2 separate regions of the Danio rerio genome follow, and region 2 is linked to region 1. The links are chromatin contacts, called in public Hi-C maps. All regions are on one chromosome and are shown on one strand. The core of a region is the stretch at or near the end of the contact, and the rest is flanking DNA. Distances in the headings are between cores, read along the strand shown. Region 1 overlaps slit3 (slit homolog 3 (Drosophila)). Region 2 has its middle 30 kb from the start of arhgef37.

What was found. A called contact is a pair of places that touch in the nucleus more often than the background predicts.
Region 2: a contact with region 1 is called in a Hi-C map of embryo, with 2.5 times the contacts expected there. The contact joins two enhancer-like sites. A contact is called at or near these places in 2 of 18 Hi-C or Micro-C datasets (caudal fin and embryo) and 1 of 4 datasets of contacts at active chromatin or transcription factors (caudal fin).

What each region holds. Positions count from the first base shown.
Region 1 is chr14:28,779,761-28,784,419 of GRCz12tu, forward strand. slit3 (slit homolog 3 (Drosophila)) reads right to left here. Exons shown (of 36, transcript NM_131736.3): 31 at 4,376-4,619; 32 at 1,471-1,601. Among named protein-coding and RNA genes, the nearest start is that of mir218a-1, 53 kb to the right of the region's middle. Within about 2 kb of position 1,996, at least 3 of the 62 cell types and tissues checked have an H3K27ac peak or open chromatin away from gene starts, as enhancers often do.
Region 2 is chr14:29,071,328-29,076,062 of GRCz12tu, forward strand. No RefSeq gene overlaps it. Among named protein-coding and RNA genes, the nearest start is that of arhgef37, 30 kb to the right of the region's middle. Within about 2 kb of position 2,839, at least 4 of the 62 cell types and tissues checked have an H3K27ac peak or open chromatin away from gene starts, as enhancers often do.

The DNA.
Region 1 (4,659 bases), core at 746-3,245:
AAAAGTAAAGTGAAAGTTAAGTGGCCAAATGGAGGAGGCTATTTCTTTATCCTCGCACTGCAGATAGTCCGTTTAACTGTTTTTTTTTTACGCTGATTAAGCATATAGTTTTGCAAAGTCCGCAATTCAAATAGGAAATGTGCCATGGCGCGACACAACTGACACGTAAAGGGAATGGGGGATGAGACTCTGATTGGTTTAATGCATGCTGTGCTCAAAACACACCCGTAACTCATTAACAAAATAAGCACAACCCTGTTAGACCATGCACCAGAGCGCAGGCAATATTTTTTCGTCCTTAAAATAGCAAAAGTGGATTCGGACATGTCCTTAATGCTTTTGGGCCATGTGGGAAGGTAACTTAATTTTAATTTCTCTCAACAAATGATCTTAGAGCATGGTGTAGTGTCTTTTCTTATCTTTAAGTCTTAAAAAATTTTACTTTTAAAAGGACAATTTGCCAATTTACAACCAGTGTTTGTTACAATTTCTGTAAAAAATGCAAATAACCAATGTGTACTCTTATTTTCTGGATGATGTGAAACATAACAAAAAATAAGTTTCTTTTCTTTCAACCAGTCTAATCCAGCCCATTGTATTATAATTATTTTGCCAAAAAGAAATGCAAGTCTTTTCCTATCCATTTTAACTACACATGTAGCATATATTTATCAAAAATATTCATGTTTCTATGCCCTAAACCATAGTATTTTAACACAAGAATTACCAGAATTCTATAACTATTAGAATTACCACGTCATGTTAATATTAAAAGCTTTCATTTAGATATTAAAATTAAATTTGGATGTCTGTCGTCATATTTCATTAAGTCATCACCCTAATAATACAGTCTTTTTGGTTATACATACTATAAATTTGTACTGGAGCACAAATAACTGCACCTCAATTTAATTTTCACTTTCATGAGCAGCGCAGAAAGCTTTTCGTGGCACCGAAATATGTTATAGATATACATTTAAAAAATAACGTATATCTGAAGTTGTATACGTTGATGTAGTTAAATAGGCAGGGGGAAAAGTAGCAGACACTGAAATGCATGCTGTCATTTTGAACGATATGCTAGTTAAAGGTAGAAATTTTCTTGTTTTTTGTAATTTTAATAAAAAAACAAGGTTAAAATGGAATATAAACATTTTTTTAAAGTTAGGGTATTATAGTTTTGTGGGTTTAATTTCAACAAAGTTATCAAAATTGCAAATATTGAAAACAGTCAAGCTGCCTATGTAGTTCTAGTGTTCATAAAGCCAGCAGTAAATGTATAATTTTGTTCATTATCCACCCCTTAAGTTTCCATACTAATAGTAATATGCACTTTACTACAACTTTACAATGCACAGTACTACAACAAAACTTCAAGTGTAAATAAGGTACAAAGATGTACCTTTAGGAGGGTATTCAATAAAATAAAAACTGTCCACAAGTATGTGTGCATGTTCACTCTATCCTCACCTGTACACAGTGGTTGGGGGGTATTTGGAAATGTCATAGATCAAACGGATGTGTCCCTGGTACAGTTCTAGGGCGAGTGGGTCATGGTCCTCTTTATACAACAGAATGCCATTATCCTTATCAGTGGCTACCTGCAAAGACAGAAAGAGGGGAATTGGGAAAGAGACATTGAAAGTTCAGTGAAGGAGAACGGCAGGAACACTTCTCGAAGTGATCGAGGTGGAGGGCTAAAAGGAAAAAAAAGTACAAAACAATCAAGAGTGTGTGATAAGCACACTATTTTGACGCAACACATACGCTGAAAGACAACCGCTGCAGGCCTTGAACTTAACTCCCTGTTTAGTCGAGGGCATCAAACGAAACGCCTGAGAGCAAGCTGTGATGGAAAACAGCTCACGTTTATATATAAGCGCTAGTCCGGGAGGATGAGGGGAAAGAAAAGAGCAGTTGATAGCTTATGGAGTGTGGAAGCCCCTACACACATCAGCTAGGGGCCGAGTGGACTGCTTACATTCATAGCCTGGAGGGATATGAAGAAGATAATGTGTCCCTGTATTCGCTTTCTGTCAGTGGATGTGTCACAGGAGGACCAAGTCATTAACACTGTTTAGCACAGTTTTACTAAGAACGCTGGAAATAAAAAAAGCATCCTAATTTGATTGCTTTTCTATATTTGCTGCTCCCAAGCGCCTGCAGAATCTGCGTGTTGTCCTTTAGGGGCTGTTCACAGTCAGTTGGTGCGACTGAACAAAGCGAGAAGGTAAAATATTGTTAAATCTTATGAAATATTTTACAGCAAAAAACGTTGATGCTCTTTGAAAGGGTCATATAAGAGATTATTTACCATATGGCAACCTTTTCTTAATGTTTTTGGAGAAAGCGGATGAATTGTGCTGAATAGATATTGTTTTGTTTTTGTTTTTTATTTTACAAGTCTGACTCAGCAAACAATTTTGTGTTTAATAGATGTCTAATAGACATCTAAATGTAGACAGCTTGGCTAAACCAAGGCTAAACTTGGGCTGTCAGTGAAAATCTTATAGATCTCTAAGAATAGCCCAAAACATTAGACAGACTTTATATATGTAGTCATTAATTGTTGTTTATTTGACATCTATTAGATTTTCACTGACAGCCCAGATTTTTAGCCTTGTTTTAGCCAAGATGACTGTTTAGACGTCTATTAGACATAAAAAAAAAAGCTTGCTGGAGACTTGCTTTTTCTTAGTTTTGTTTTTCTGTTCTGTCTAAAAAACTAAATAAAATGTAAGTAAATAAAATAAGAAGAACCTAAACAAAAAATATATATTTTACAGCAAGTCTGAGGATACTACTCATAAACATTTAAAGATACACATTTTTTACCGGAATTTTATTTTCAGATATCTAAGATTTTTATAGTATTTAAATTGTTCAATATAGCATTTATTTCCAAAGTACCATTACAGCTTGGCAAGTGTTATTCCGACATTAACATGCTTTTTAAAGGCAATTCTTGGAATCACTTGAGTTTGGAGAACCTTCTATCAGGCATTACAAACAGCTACCACCACCTTAAAGACATTCTGTGTACACAAAGAAGATAAATTTCACCATGGTGGATAAAAAACTAGCCTCAAAAAGTAAGTAAAGCCTTATTTTTTTAACCGAAGGTATTTCCTTATGATTAAAAGTTGTTTTAGTTAATGAAAAACAATCAGTTGCTGTTTAACAAAGTTGTTAGTCCAAGCCATCTTTCTTATACTATAACTGGCATTTGAAGACTTTCTAACGTATCACATCATTGTGATAAACGCAACATTAAAATAAATTCAAGAACTTAAGATATACATTTAAACATAAAAACATATCCATACAATCACTTTCCATTTATTTACAGCAGGCAAGACGCATTCGTGTGACGAATTGCCGAAATATTTATGCTTTTACTTGTGTTTTATCATTGTGTTTTGAACAAACTTTTGTATACTGTATAAGAATTGTGTTATTTTGAAAATGTATTATTTTTAAGACTAATATGGTTCCAATCTAACATTTCAGTCATGATATGTGTGCTTTAGTACAACCTAGTACAATGTGACCTAAAACAATCAAGTGTTTAGTCATAGAACAGATGATCTTTCATGGCTTTATGAATGCATTTACACTACGTTTACAGTACACTTTGCAAATGAAAGCAATGCATGTGACTGAGTTTCCATTCATCCTTGATCGTGGTCAAAAGCCAAACTTCAATCATTTTAAACTCTGTTTACACCTGTGTTTAGTGACATCCACTTGTGATCAGACTGACAAAAATGAATCTTTACACCAGATGTATTGTCAAGGATTTCACAGTTTTCTTTTAACACTTCACTAATCTTGTTTCCTGCTTGTGAAAAATCCCACTCAGATTAAAAAGCAGCACTGAGTACTACCAATGTACTTGTACTTAGCTCACAAAGACCTCTAGTTCAACAAAGATGCTAAAACTAAGAGATGCTGACGTCCACACGGAGATAACCAGCTCCTGAGCTCTTTTTAATTTCTCCCACTTTAATTAACATTAGCTTGCCCTCCCGACGGTGAGAAGATAGGCTCATTTTTGTAGCAGATCTAGCGGTTACACAGGGCCACTGATTGCATGGATAACAGCCCAGCTCAACCTCCATTACCATAATATATATCCTCAGGAGAGGAATTATTCACGCAGGTGGACAAGAGATGACATTCTCATAATGTCAAAGAGGCCAAAGCTGGCTTAGACCACGCAATGCGAGAAAAAAAAGACATATGACAGAGCTAGATTGCTTCTCGTGAAGGATATGCACACTTATCTGAGGCTGAAATGTGAAGTCTATATTAGAGAAGGTGATCTGGGATCTATTATAAAGCATTACAGGAAGGTTACAGGTTATAGGTGTACCTGGAAGGAAATGTGCATGGGTGGTCGGATCCTGGTGCCGGAGAGCTCCACGTAAGCTTCCTTGCCGAGAAAGTGCAGTGTGACCATTTTTTGACACTTAGTGCCGAAGTAACCAGGCAGACAACGGCACACTGGCTCTCCTTCCATGACCAGACATTCGGATCCATTTTGACAATCCGACTGATCGCATGGACTTGTGTTCTGGAGCAATACCATTGGTGGATGATTCTCACAGAATAGCCCACTAAAAAAAGTGAGAGGGACACATTTTTAAACATTTATTA
Region 2 (4,735 bases), core at 1,589-4,088, 290 kb after region 1:
ACTATAAAATCAATACCATTAACTAGTATTTTTCAAAATATCTTCCAGAAAAAATAAAATTATAAATATTTTAAACCACATGAGACAATGAGGTAATTTTCACCTTTATGTGAACTATCCATTTATTATGCAGAGACAAATACAAGTTAATCAATGGGTAAATTGATTTCCCCTAAAAAGTTAACATGCTGTGAATCAGCAGTGCTATAAAAATAATGGCTACACCAACAGAGGCCTAACCAATGGTGTGCGTCTGGAGGTGGGACTGTCTGTTAACTGAATGAATTGAAAAAAAGGAGTGTTTAAAAGAAGGAATCTTTCATACTATTTTAGTAATAGTATTATGAGCAATAGAGCCATGGAATGAGCGATGGAGGTAGTATACTGTCCTCAATTAGGCTCTTGTTGACTGGTTCATAAAGTAAACAGTTAAAGATTAAAAGAGAAAGAAGTAGTTATAGATATGTTTTTTCTAATTTGTGGTGGACAGTTTTTTTACTTTATACCTGCACAACTTTGTTTCCTCTATCAAAGAGAAAAGAAACTAGCTTATAGTATGCTTAAGCTGTGGTTATTTTTTGCAAAACTGCACAGTAGCTTGTTTAGCATCAAAGCTATCATTAGCATTTTTATTTATCCCGGTTACAGATACTTGGCTGGGTTCTTGTAAAATATTTGCATATTTGCATTTGCAGAAAATACAAACATTAGCTGTGTTGACATTGACCCTACACTCTATGCAATTTTGAGTTTAATAGACATCTAAACATGGATGCTTTGCTAAAACAAGGCTAAATTTGGGTTGTCAGTAAAAATCTAAAAGTCATCTAATGGTCCAAAACTAGAGTCATCATACAGGCAGATTAAACAGACTGAAAGCCCAAAATTTAGCCTTGTTTTAGTCAAAGCTTCTACATTTAGATCTCTATCTGTTGAACACAAAGATGGAAGTCCATTTGTAATCTTAGTAGTAGCCTAGTACAAATAAAAAATCTTGTGTAATCTGTCAAAATTAATTTGCCAAATAAGATTTAAAAATTACTTTTGGATTACAAGAGGTAAACATTTTAAGTAAGTTTAAACCATTTAAAATAAGACAGTTGTTTAGATTGACACTGACATAGTACAATCCGTAAAGTTCTGCACATGCACAGTGATTTACTGTATCAATTGTGTATTGACATATGCATGAAAGAAGCTGTTGACATTGGATCATAATGTCATGTTTTTTCTAAAATCCGCCCTTCACATATCATCTGTCAAGTCGTGCAGGACAATGTTGTACACATTACGGCACAAAGTATCACATTTTGTTATTGTTTCTTTTTCATTTAATGGAATTTTGGTTTGCTGGTTATTTTGGTTGTCTCTATACACACAGGGAAAAAAAATACTATAGTAACTTATAGTACATACCATTTACTATAATAGTGTTTTTGAAACATATAGACAAGTACTTAAGAGAAAATACAACAACATTAGTAATATAAAGAAATGACCCAATACAGTACAAATGTTTCTACAACTATATATATTAAAAGTGACCTCACGCTTCAGTTTTTGAGCTACAAGCGTACATTCCCTAGTGAAACCAAACCACACTCTGGCCCACATTGTCATATTCGGTGAGGGGGAAAAGGAGCGAGCACTCAAGTGCAAGAAAATGGGTTTTTTAATTATAATAAGATAAAAGGCAAAGCAAACTACCCCGAGGGGGAAAACATTAACAAAAAAAATAAACAAACAAAACAAACTAGACTGGGCAGGCTGGCAGGGATCAGGGCTAAAAGACAGGACCAGGCAGGATACGTCGAGGAACTGACACAGGACAGCAAACATAAGGAGAATATAAGCAAAAATAATTAACAAACAGACAGGTGAACAGGATAAACTATGGGTTACAAGGAGTCTGGGACTAGACAATAGACAGGAGCACATTACACAATGAAACAACACAAGCCATGTGATTACATTAAATGAGACTAGAACTCATTAACCATGTGTTCACATGAGACACTGAATTACATGGCGCATGTAAACATGTACCACGTGCGAAACACAACACCAACAGACTAAACGCATGACACGAGTATACAATACATGAAAACACTCACCGTGCACTCACACATGCAACGTGCTTGTTTCATTCCAACAATAACCAAAGCTAAAACCAACTAGACTGAGACGTTGGGAATGAAACACCATATGGCAGACAGAATGAACACAAACACCAGGATGAGAGCGTGCATCGCAAACGCATCAAGCTGTAACGCACACAGCCCAAGCGCAGCCAAACACACAATGACAGAAAATGTGTGCTCAACCCAAGAATGCTTGAGCCGAGCACAACATACAAGACAAGACAGGACTACTGTCTGGACTCTGCCAAAAAAAGAAGAATTAACAAGACCATAGTGGCGGAATCCTGACACACATCTTCCAACTAGGCCAGGGCCACCCAACCGAACTGTGCATAGTGTTAATACACTTTGATTTCTATGGACTCCAATACTATTAAAACAAAAGGCGTTCATGTAAATGTATTCTAATGAGCATCTACAAACAGTGGAAACTAATCCAAAATAATAGGCAAACTCTATCCCATTGACATTTGCCCTAACATTGTGCTCCATTTTTATTATCTCCATTATAGGAAACAAAGACATCACACCCCTCATAATAGGGTCTGGATTCTAGAGTAAAACGCTGCTGAGGTTCATGCCAGGACTGGTAATCTTTGAAAAAAATCTCACAAAGCATTGCCTCCTTCTCATTACAGAGCTCTTAAAATGCAGGGCCACAACAACAACATTGGCAGCACTAGCAACGGAGTAAACAGCAGTGTGACAACATAGATGAATGGCCTTCGAGGAGAGAGACAGACCACAGCGGATCAAAGGAAGCTGCGCATGGCAACATCGGAAAACATTCACTCAAGTGTGTTATCAGCTAGTTGAGGGGCTCTCCCAGAACGTATCTACCCTTCTCCTGTGAATCTCCTCCATCAGCAGGTAGATTACACGTATCACCCGCAAGCCCATCAGAGGTGTATTTACTTTATTGTGCTTTAGCAACAGTCGTCATTCAGAAAAGCGATAATTATTAAAGGTGTTGCACAAACAAATGCCCTTTTGTTGACTCGGCTTCTGTCAGCACTGGAGATCTGACCGCAAACGAGAGCATTATGCAGCAACGAGATCAAGATCGCCGACTCCTCTGTAGTTCAGCCAGGGGGAACTGGGCTGACATCCTGAAAAGGGAAAGGAAGGGGAAAGAGCTGGAACGCTGGCGATGATAGTCACCTTCCCTCCTCGATTATCTTTCGCGATAGAGGAAACGTGCCTTGCTGCAGTCCACACACCCATACGCTGTCAACGGGGGAACAAGTCTTTAGTGCTCCCCTTCAAAAAGCACTTTTGTCTCAAATCTGTTGTCAGGAAAAGCCAGGGTGTTGGAGATATGGTAAAACAAACACAAACACACACACACACTTCATCCTGGCCTGTGGCAAGTTTATGTGCAAACAGCTGAGGTAAGCGCCTGGCTAAAGGATTAATCATTTGTAATTCCAGGTGAGAGAGTGAAATGGGCAAGAGCTCTTTGCAGAAATGAGCCCATAAAAGATTAAAACATGAGGAAAGTAATCCGGGGTGCAAAAACGAGAGGCTCTTAAATCAACACATATAGCAAAATAACGCACTTTAAATTGGTATGCTTTACAATTTATAGCAACAACATGAGTATGGAATGCTTTTGCTGCACTCAAACCTAATACATTTTTCATGCTGGATACACTCTTGATAAGTATGGATCATGACAGATGATTTACAAGTTGGCAAAGCTAATGAAACATGGAAAGCATATGGAGCAAAGAGTCCATAAATGTGTTTTTCCCCCTGTAACTTTAAATTCAGTTTCTCTCCTCTGAGACGGACCATCAGCTTGGCAAAGAAATGACAAATAGTGGTTATAATACTGATAATGCTGCATGAAGATTGTCTCTTTCTAGCAGGGATAGTGTTTGTGTTAAAGCTAAGCTTTTTTCCAAGAAGCAATTCTCGTTATACTGGTTGAAAGTCTTTTCACGTCCTGATAGCAATCTATAATTAAAGTGGTCTAAATACATGTATATATGTTCTGTGTGAAGCTCAGTAGCATAAAACAGTCCTCCAATAGGAAAGGATGTCCGACCTTGCATATGTCAGTGTGTGCTGCTTGTCAGCCCAATCTCATGAGGAAACAAAAGTGTTTTACCTTTTGTCAGAAAAGTGGCTAATTTATATGAATTCAAAAAATTAAATTTTTATGAAAATGTAAAATTTTTAAAAGGAGGCATTTCCTGAACCCCACCCCTAAGTCTAACCCACACTGGGGCATGAGCAAATTGTCCTCTTAGAATTGTAAGGATCTATCTGGCATTTTTGTCAAAATTGAGTTGTTGACATATTCTTATTAAATGACAACTTATTTACATTATGGGATGTAAATGGGATGTAAATGGGAAGGGAAAGTTATTTACATTTTAAGACATTTTATTTTTTTAAAAAACAAACATTACAGATATATTGTTTGCTATGGATTGCAAAAAACCTTGAAGCTTAATATCTCAAAATCCTTCAGAACGTAGATAGAACCTTATAATTCCAAGGTGGCAAAATAATATTAAATTGTACCAATTAGATTGTACAAATTATGGCGGTTCATTCCACTGTGGTGACCCTGGATTAATTAAGGG